2 separate regions of the Oryctolagus cuniculus genome follow, and region 1 is linked to region 2. Evidence: chromatin contacts called from public Micro-C data. All regions are on one chromosome and are shown on one strand. Each heading gives the region's core, a stretch centred on a gene start, on an enhancer-like site or on the middle of the called end of the contact. The rest is flanking DNA. Distances are from core to core; before and after follow the strand shown.

Region 1 (4,714 bases), core at 344-2,843, 63 kb after region 2:
CTTGGCTTCAGTCCCGCCCAGCCCTGGCTCTTGCAGCTATTTGGAAGTGAACCAGTGGATGCAAGATCTGTCTCTGCTGCTCTGCCTTTCGAAAAAATAAATACACTGTCCTCTGTGTTTAAATCTGAAAGACAGTATGGAGCATGACCACCATCAGGCACACGTCTAACCATCTCTCGCAGCCTCCAACAACACACATAACTCACAATGAAGCAGTGAACAGCCACATGGGAGTGTGACATTGCTTTTTATCCCCAAGAACTTCTAGAATGACACAAATTTTCAAATACTGTATCTGATTATCCTCATAAACCTTCATATTAACCTCGAGTCTCCCAAGAGGCTGACCTTGCAGGGCAGTCTGGAGAGCCTGGGCCTTGGTCCACTGTCTGCTCTCTGCACCCATTCCTCCCCCTGAGCTCTGGTACCTGGGGCAGGTCACTCCATCTTTCCCGGCTACAAACTGAGACAGCACAGCTGGACATGCCTCCCTGCACCCACTAGAGCACCTTGCACACAGCAGGCCTTTTTCAAGTCCTACAAGAGCTGGCTGTTTCAGAGTGAGGGAAGACAGAGAGACTGCCTCTCCATCTATCTTTTGGCTTACTCTGTTTTCTCTGAGCACCGGTCTGGGCTTTGGTGCTTGGCAAACTTGCTCTTCACATGCCAACTCAAACAACACGTCCTCTGCAAAGCCTTTTTGGCCCCTTCCTCTCCAGCACCACACTGCTTTCTCCTTTATCTACTGCACATCAGTGTCTATACCAGGCTCGTGACCACGACCCGATTCTGATGAAATCTGTCCCGTGACTTCTCCTGGGCACCAAAGGAAGCAAACAATGTACTGAGCACCCATCTCTGAGTTAGACATTTTCCTACTGCTTTATTTATCAAATTCTGGCACATGTGTTAAAGGCCAGGAATCTTCCTAGATGGTGTGAAAACCACAAGCTTTGTTTTTCCTCTGTGTTTTTTAATGTTTCTAATTTAGGAGCACAATGTGTACCTTGAAGCAAAAGTGGCTTTACAATATTTGGTTGAACCTAGGAAAACAGGGAGGGGAAGGGAACCCTGACCAGAAACCTTTCACAGGAAACAGGAAGTGGCTGCTTCCCCACCCCAATCCTGCACTCTCTGATCATAACTCAACTTGTTATTCCATACAATTAAGGCAAAACAGCAGGATTTAAATCAAAGAAATTTTGAGTTAGAAGAGAACTTGGAGATCACAGGGCCAAAATGGAAGCAGCGTGGAGTACAAGGTGGCCGAGCCCGGCCAGTCCTGTGCTGTCTGGGGGAGGGCACAAAGACAAGGTCTGGAATCCCGGGGATTGTCACCAGGAATGCCCTGAATGCCTTGCAACCTTACGGGCTGGCGCTGGAATCCAAGCCTGAATTGTCCAAGCACAGCAGCTGACTAACAATGCCAGCTGGGGCATATTTTAATACCTTCAGATTCAGTCCCATGCAGGAAGCTCGGCGGCCGTGAAGCCCCAAGGAGTGGTACGCTGAGGCTGCCCAGAGCCTGCCTGGGCTGCCCACATTCTCCTCATAGCGAGCCAAAGTGCTTCCCAAAAGAGGTTTCCAGATCCACCCCAGTGGGCACCACAGGAGCAGACTGGGGGTGGGGGGGACTTCCAGCTGTGCAGGGCTAACAAAGCGAGGGCTCCTGCATTTGAATGTGAAAGACAAGCCTCAATCAGAGAAGGCCCTTAAGCCATAAAACCCTTCACACCAAGGCCAAGTGTCACACTTGTAGGAGGGTGTGATTTATAAACTGACAGCGCCCACAAAGCTGCTTTTGTACTCCTCCGTTTGTTAACAATTTATCTCCCCCCACAAACTCACCGAGCTATTCAGATAAGCCTGGACGGGCCTCAGAAAGAAAGGAAGGAAGGAAGGAAGGAAGGAAGAAAGAAAGGACTCAAGTTTTGGCCAAAACACCCATGTTCACTCTGGATAATTATGATCCTGTGAATAGACACTAAAATTAGGGCTTAATCACTTCTCTGTATCACACTCACAGAGTCAAACTATTCCAACACAAACACACAAAGCGAGAGCGAGAAATCCCCAGCGTGGCCTCACTGAGTTCCACCTCTGTGGCTTCTGCAGGCTCCTTTGTGGTCTCTGCACTCTTCAGAAACCCCCTTAGAGCAACTGTAACTCACATTCCGACCAGCTGGTTTTCTCTCTCAACACTCAAACCTACAAAGCACAGTAAACACTGGCTTGCTCCCCATTCAACAAACCCAATGGCGGCCATTCCACTTTATGTCCCCCATTGAAGATTCCCACACAGCTACAGAAACCACTGTCCCCTGATCCCTCTCCCAGTCCTTCTCTAAAATGAATTCAGTTACTGCCCCTCATCCAAATAGAGGCCAAGTCCCTAACGTAAACCGCCTTAGGAAATAAAGGCCTGATTACGTTCTCAAGGTGGAAGGGAAGGCTTTTCCCGTTAAAGGCTGTATTGTGGTAAAAGAGAAAAAGGCAAAAAACAAAAGCAGGTTTAAACTGGCTCCTGTCCACCGAACAACCTTACTCAAATGTCTAATCAATCTGAGAAAAAAAAAAGTACTGAAAAGGAGCCACCTTCTGCTCCAAATGCCTTCCTGATAACCACAATGCATCTGGCTGACAGCAGGCACACCAGCATTAAAAACTGAAATCTGCATTCTGGTTCCCTTGGAAAGTCACATCTGGAATCCCTGGGCCTGCGCATTCCCTCACAGTAACAGCTGGCTAGTACTCCAGCTAGTGCTCCCAGGCAGCTGCCTCCCCTCAAGATGGGCCCCTCCCCTCAAGACACCCCCTACTCCCAACCCAGGCTACAGAGCTACAAAGCAGACTACCTGCTCACTTGCAACTGCAATGGCCAGTCCCCACGAGACCCCAGGGTTGCCGACCTCTGCCCTCTGACCCCCCACACCCTCCTACCTTTTTTACCATAGTTGTCTCAGATGAATCAAGTTTTACTCTCTTGGTATCAGGTCCATCTTCCACTCCTTGGCTGACTTTGGCAACTTTGGTTTTCTCCCTAGAGGGTGACAAGGGGACAGAACTGATGAAGCATGCCATTAGAATAGAAAGAACACTGCCAGCTCATAGAACAGGGGCAAGCAAAGCCTTGGAGTCCACAGGCCTGGGGTTCAAATGCCAGCTCTGACACCTGATGAGTTGGTTACCCAAATACCATGACCCGCTCAGCTTGCTGCCTAACACATAGAAGCTCTCAAAAAATTCAACTGATTCCTTTGTTAACATTCTACTGGAACCATAAAATAGACAGCAACCTTTAATTAAGGAATTCCTCTTTTGCTATGGGCAGCTCACACTAAAATAATTTGGTCTACTTTTCATTACTACAACTTCCTTATCCACTTACAATGTGCCCAAAACTAGTCCTAAAGCCATAAAAAGCTAGTGCTGGGAGGCATCTGGAACATGTTTGTCCTTCCGCTGTCTCAATTTTACAGGCAAGAAACATGCAGACCAGACACTGAGTGGCCTGCCTGAGAGGCTAAACAAAGACAGCAGTTCTCAAACCCCTGGTAAGAAGCTCCATCCTGCCACTCGCGACCTCTCTTTACTTCTCCTTCGCAAGCTGGGGGTGGGGTGAGAAACTGCAGCCAAAACACCAGCACATTAGGGGGGAAAAAAAAAAAAAAACACGAAAAGAGCTCATATAGTTTTACAATACTCTGTCATCTGCCATCTTTCATCTACCAGTTCAAGACACTGCAGGTCCCATCATGTGAGAATTAGCAAGGTCTGTAGCCCCAATGTTCAAAATGAGCGGGTAAGTTCTCTTGTGCCACCAGAGCAGCCTCTGGACCCTGGAGCTTTTCCCAGGTAGACCTGGGCTGACGGTGCCTCCGGCGTTGTCCACCTCACTGTTCTACAACCACGTTTTACTACGTTCCAACCTGAACACATGCAAGCCCACCCTGGGGAACCAACGTTCACACACCAAGCAAGCCCTCCCATGCAGAAAGCATGCTTCAGTAGTGAAGACCAGACTGTCAAACACCCACATCTAGAACTCCGCTTGCTTCAGACTCCATGGTCTGGGGAACAGAGGTCATATCTCCCACAATGCTGAACGTACAGTCAGCACCAGTTGGTTTCAAAATGCTCTGAGTATAACTGTAAAATTATTTCCTTTGAGGGTTCATTTCCTAATAGCTAAGAAAACTAAATTCTGAAAATATTCTCCCAACACTTACTCCACAAACTCATGCTCCCCAAGATTCGCAAATGTGTATCCATGGTAGCCAAAAACATCTCCTGTAAAGAACTTGATGCTGTTTTTGTGACAGATCTGGTCAACTTTGACTATGACATCCCTGGAGCAGCAGGTCAGGCACACCTGCAGAAAGAAAGAACGGGCTGGTGTGAGCTGTGCAAGCTGTGGACTGCTGCCCAGATGTCTACACGAATCTTAATGAGCAGTCTCTCTGGGCATGTTTAAAGCCAGCTTCAAACTGGTACAACAGGTTCTTTGGATCCTATGGATAGAAGACAAAGGAAAAGTTGTAGGTTTCAGTGTGTGGAAAATGTAAATTATGAGACTGTCACTTTCTGCAACCAAAACAAAAAGTGTCTAGCTAGAAAGTAAATGAGTTTGTTTCCCCTAACCTATGAACATACATAAACCATATTTCATAGTCTCATGAAAAAGACAGTAATAACTTTGCAAGTTATTTCTAAA
Region 2 (5,048 bases), core at 1,096-3,595:
GCCCGCGCCCGCCCGCCTTCTCGGATTTCACTCAGCCACGCCCTGACCACGCCCCCTCTCCTACGCAAGCACCTGGCCCCGCCCACAGCTTCCCCGCCGAAGCAGGGGCCGCGCCTCTGGCTCTGGCAAAACTTTACGGTGGCCACACCCCCCGGCGTTCCCCGCCAGCACCCCAGTCCCGCCCCCTGCCCCTCAGCACGTTCGGCCCAGCCCTCGCCTTTACGTCAGCCTCTGGACCCACCCCGGACCACCGGCCGTCCAACAAGACCCACTTGCAGCGCGGGCAAAACTTTCTGGCCCCGCCCCCAGCGTGCTCAGCCAGCGCCGCGGCCCCGCCCACAGCTCCCCCGGCCACGCCGCGGCCCCGCCCACAGCCCGGGCGCCACTTTTCAGCCTCGCCCCCACCGCCGCGCGGCCACGCCCCCGGAACCGCCCCCGGGCCCTGCCCACCCACCCACGCCCCGCCCCGCCAGCGCCCCTCGGGCTTCCCATGTGGGCGTCCCGTCCCCGCCCCCCGCAGAGCCCTCTGACCCCGCCCCCGCCGGCTGTCGCTCCCCTCACGTGAGGGCGCAGGCCCCGCCCTCGCCGGGCGCGCTCCCGGCCCCCTCGCCCGGTCACCTGTCCCAGAGACCCCGCAGCGCCCGCGACTCCGGCTCCGTCAGCCTCCGCGTCCGCAGCTCCCGGGCCGCGTGCGTCACTTCCCGCCCGCACCACGTGAGGCGGGGAAATAAACGGGGTCACTTCCGGTCCGCCAGCCCGTTTCCGGGAGTCTTAAAGGGGCCGCGCGCGCTCGGGGCGGGGGCTGGCGGAAGCGGGTCCGAGTGAGCCCCGGGCGCCTCGGGCGGCCAGTTCGGCGACACTTCGCCTCAGCTCTTCGTCCCCAGAAGTCTCCCGTGGAAACAGCATGCAGAACTCGCAAAGGGACAGACCTCCCTCTCTGCCTTCCTAATAAAGTGAAAATCCACGCATAGGAATGGGGGGTGCCTGTCCCCGAGGTCCCCCGCCATCGGCGCCCCGCCTTCCCGGTGGGCTGGGCGGTGGGCGTTCGGCTCAAGTCCCTCCCGGCCCCTGCCGCTCACCTGGGGGCCCCGGGCAGAGCCCCAGGCCCCTGGCCCGGCCCTGGCTGTGGCGGACCATCTTCCACTGCTTTCCCAGGCGCCTTAGCAGGGAGCTGGGTCGGAGGTGGAGCAGCCGGGACTCGAACCAGCGCCCCTGTGGGATGCCGGCCTCGCAGGCGGCGGCTTTACCGGATGCGGGCGCTCTTCTGGTGCTGTGGTTAAATCCCCACCCCAGCAGCGCCCCGCCCCGCCCGGCCTCCGGTTAATGCAACCTTGGGGGCAGCAGACAGGACAGCTCAGGTGCCCACGTCAGACACCAGGATCGAGTTCTGGGCTCCGGGCGTCAGCTGTTTGAGCAATTAGGGAGTGAACCAGTGGATGGAAGATCTCTCTCTCTCTCTCTCTCTCTAACAAATCAATCTTTTAAGAGAAGAAAGCACCTGCCAGGAAAACACTATGCATGAGCTTCAAAATTTTTGAGCCCAAATACTCCAGCTCTTACCTCATTTTCCCAGGAGCTCCTTGAGGTCCAGTTTCACCAAGGTCCGAGAGACGCGACGGCCCTGCGGCCGCAGACGCTGCCCACTGGCCACTAAGGGGCGGCGGGGCGCCCTCGCTCTGCAAATCCTCCCGCACCTGCGGGAGCGAGGTGGGGGCCAGGACGTCGGGCCAGGAACCAGCCGTCAAGCACATGGAGCCACAGCGGGCAGGGCAGAGGGCAGGGGGCAGGGGTGGTCCAGGAGGGCCTCTGGGGGGAGGTGACCTTTTGGGAAGAGGCCTGGGTGAGGGGCGGGGCAAGCCAGGCAGCCCGCGTGGAGGAAGCAGCATCTTGGGCTCCCCTGGCCAGGCCATATAGCTAGGAGGTTTTAAAAAGCAGCACAGGGCCGAGTGCAGAGAAGATGAACTGTTAGGGGGCTGGAGGGAGGCCCGGAAGGAATCTGTAGGTCCTGGATGGAGGAGGTGGCACGAACCCCAGAGCCTGCAGGCTTACAGGGCTGCTGCATTATATCTCTTATTGTTTTCTCATGATTCGCTTGGGCGCCGTGGACTCCCCAGCCCTGAAGAGAGTCGGTGCTATATTTAATGAGCCCTTCACTCTTGGCATTATTACCTCATCAGCTCGTCCTCTGCTGTTTCTGTTCCCTACTTAGAGCAGCAAGCCGGAGCCAGAGACGCGCAGTGAGCTGCCCAAGGCCCCGCACCCCCGCAGTAAGCCCCTGCCCCCGCGCCGGGGCCTGGGCCGGGGCCGCCGCACCTGCAGCCTGGCCCAAGCTTGCGTCCCGCTCGGCCACCAGAGGGCGCTCGCTAGCACGGGATGCGCTCGGAGCTTGCGCCCCGGTTCGCCCACCGAATGCGCTGAGAGCTCTGCACCCCGGGCTCGCCCAGAGCGCCCCCTCTCTGACGTCACCTCCTGCTGCTCTCTTTTTCATCCCCTTCCAGCCCTTCCAGCCGCCCCCCCCCCTGTGGCCGCAGGACCTTTGCAACTGCTCCTCCCGCTGCTGTCCGGTCACTTTCTGAGCTGTCACTTTTCTCAGGGACAGCCTGCCTGGGCGCCCTGCCCAGCTCCGCGCTCTCTCTCTTTAGAAGACTCAGTGTGCGCTGTCGCTTATGTTCCTCATTGTCCGTCTTCCCTCCTCCCCCAGGCCAAGGGGTCAGCCCCAGGAAGGTAGGACAAGAATTTCCCCGCGCTGTTCTCCAGCGTCTACACCCGCAGCCGTGCCTGCCGGGGGACGCCCTGGGCCGCTCTGACCTCACACTCCGCCCTGTAAACGGGACTGAAGGCGCCTGGGGCCGCGGAGAAGCTGACCCGTGTTCCCGCCTGGTCCAGGCCAAAGCGCGCTGTATGCGCGCCGCCTGCGCTCCCGCCTCCGGCCGCTGGGGGGCAGCAGGCGCCCGGCAGATTCGCCTGCGCGGCCGGTGCGGGGCGCGGGAAGCCGAGCGAGCCGGGGCGGCTCGGGCAGAGGAAGCTGATGAAATCCGAGCCAACTCGAGGTGAGCTCATCCCCGCCCGGGTGCCTCCGGAAGCCACGGGGCCGCCTGGCCCGCTCCTGGCTGCAGCGATAAAGCTCGGGTGCTGAGCCGGGGCGGGAAGTCCTTCCTGGAGTCTGCCTCGCGTGGGGCCTGCTGCCTGCGGGGAGGGGCGGGGACCAGGCGGTGAGACGGCGCCCTGGCTGCCCTCGCACCGTGAAAAGTGAACTCTGAGCGTGGCTGGGGATGGGGATGAGGAGGGCCAGCCCCTCCCGCCCAGCCCCGGGCCGCGGTGTGCGAGCCCCATCCCCAAGTCCCCGGGTCCCCGAGTTCCCGCAGGAGGCGCGAGCCGCTCACTGGCGCGGCCGCAGCCAATCAGAGCGCGGCGCCGCTGTTCTCGGGCAGGAGGCCTGGAGACGCGCGCGCCTGCCCCGGCACCCAGCGACGCGCGCAGGCACGCGCCCAGGGACCTGCCGCGGCGGCCCCAGCCAAACGATGCACACACGCGGGCCCCGGCCCGGGCAGAGGAGCAGCAGCAGTCCCGGGCCCCGCAGCGCCGCCCGGCCCCGCAGTCGCCCCTACACCCAGCGTCGCCAGGAACAGGCATTCTTGAGGGCGCACGCACCGCCCCGTCCCGCCGGCCGCACGCGGTGGGTGCCGTCTCGGACACACTGTTGCACGCACACCGGTGACACGGAGCCACGCAATCCCGCGCGCACACGCTCAGATGCGGTCACAGCTCGGGCCCAGCGCAGACCGCAGGGTCGAGATACACGCGCACCCTGGTACACAATGCCGCGCCACGCACCACGCGCGTCCTGGGAGTGACACGGGGCCCACCACGCGGCCTAACACAGTACACCTTGCCGCGTGGGTACACACATGGTTACAGACTCAGCCACAAACCTTCCCGCCAACACTCTGACCCCGTGCCATCCCAGGGCCACACAAGTCCGTTCCGATGGAGGCGCGCTGACTCCCGGGGTCACGCCCCAGCGTACTGGGCGCACTGAACAGGCTGTCACGCAGCCCTGCACATAGGCGGCGCTGTGGCAGGTGTCACCCCCACACCATCACACTGACACACAATGGCACACACAGCACCCCGGCCACAGCCCTAAAGAAAACTCCACACACACACACACACACGCGCGCGGCCCCTGCCCGGGAAGCTGTGCGCCATGTGGCACTCCGGAGAGGGATGCTAGGTGGGCCTGTGCGCGTGTGTGTGTGTGTGTGTGTGTGTTTGCGCGCGCGCGCTCCACCGCCCCCTCCCCTCCTTCCCTGGGGGCGGGGCCGCGCCGCAGCGCTGTTACCGGGTAAACTTCCCCGCCCCCCCCCGCAGCGCGGCCATTAGTCACCCCCCTCCCCAGGATGATGTCATCGCCTCATTCTGGAGGCTGAGTAATCCTAGACTCCGCCCCCCCGCAGGTACCCGGGTAGGGGCGCGCCGCACCTGGGCTCAGCACGGCTGGAGCTGCACGCGCCGCGGCCCCGGCTCTCCCTGGAGTGGGACTGCCGACTCCGGGCCGCCCCGTGGTGGCCTAGGGACACACCGCAGGGTCCCTAGAGCCCGGGGCTGCCAGCCCTGGGGCCACCTAATAGAGGGAGGCTGGGTCTCCCAGACGTGGGTCCTTGGGCACCCCTCCCTCCCAGCACCACGGAGGGGCTAGGTCGGTTGTAGGTGTGTGCGTGGGTAGGGGTGGGGGTCTGAGAGGCGCCCAGCTTGAATTCCAGGGCTCTTGGCACCAGGAGGCCTGGGACCCTGGCGTGAGCTGGGAGATCGGGCGCCAAGGAGTAGAGAAAGTAGCTATGAGGTCAGAAGCCCTCTGTCCTGCGAGACCAACCTGCCGGGCCCTGGGGAAAGGGCTCAGGGGGAGGGGGCAGGCACCTGGGGCCGGGCAGGTGAGCATCCGCAGGAATGGATACCCGAGGGTCTCCCACGATCCGGATGGTGGGGCCAGGAAGCCAGGGGGTTCGGAGGCGGCTGGGGACCGGGACCCTGGTCCCTGTGGGGATGGG

The links. Hi-C and Micro-C count contacts between places; a contact is called where the count stands out from the background.
Region 1: a Micro-C map of ear pinna shows a contact between it and region 2, with 4 times the contacts expected there. The contact joins the enhancer-like site here to the promoter of CCDC9 in region 2. A contact is called at or near these places in 2 of 6 Hi-C or Micro-C datasets (ear pinna and an unstated tissue).

What each region holds. Positions count from the first base shown.
Region 1 is chr18:10,349,943-10,354,656 of mOryCun1.1, forward strand. It overlaps SAE1 (SUMO1 activating enzyme subunit 1), which reads right to left. Exons shown (of 9, transcript XM_051837389.2): 4 at 4,230-4,372; 5 at 2,941-3,040. Among named protein-coding and RNA genes, the nearest start is that of SAE1, 24 kb to the right of the region's middle. Within about 2 kb of position 1,594, at least 2 of the 8 cell types and tissues checked have an H3K27ac peak or open chromatin away from gene starts, as enhancers often do. A contact at or near this core is called in ear pinna, where this site is marked.
Region 2 is chr18:10,285,938-10,290,985 of mOryCun1.1, forward strand. It overlaps CCDC9 (coiled-coil domain containing 9), which reads right to left and starts at 2,346. Exons shown (of 13, transcript XM_051837386.2): 1 at 2,170-2,346; 2 at 1,561-1,694. It overlaps LOC138846422 (a long non-coding RNA gene), which reads left to right and starts at 2,486. Exons shown (of 2, transcript XR_011383902.1): 1 at 2,486-3,050.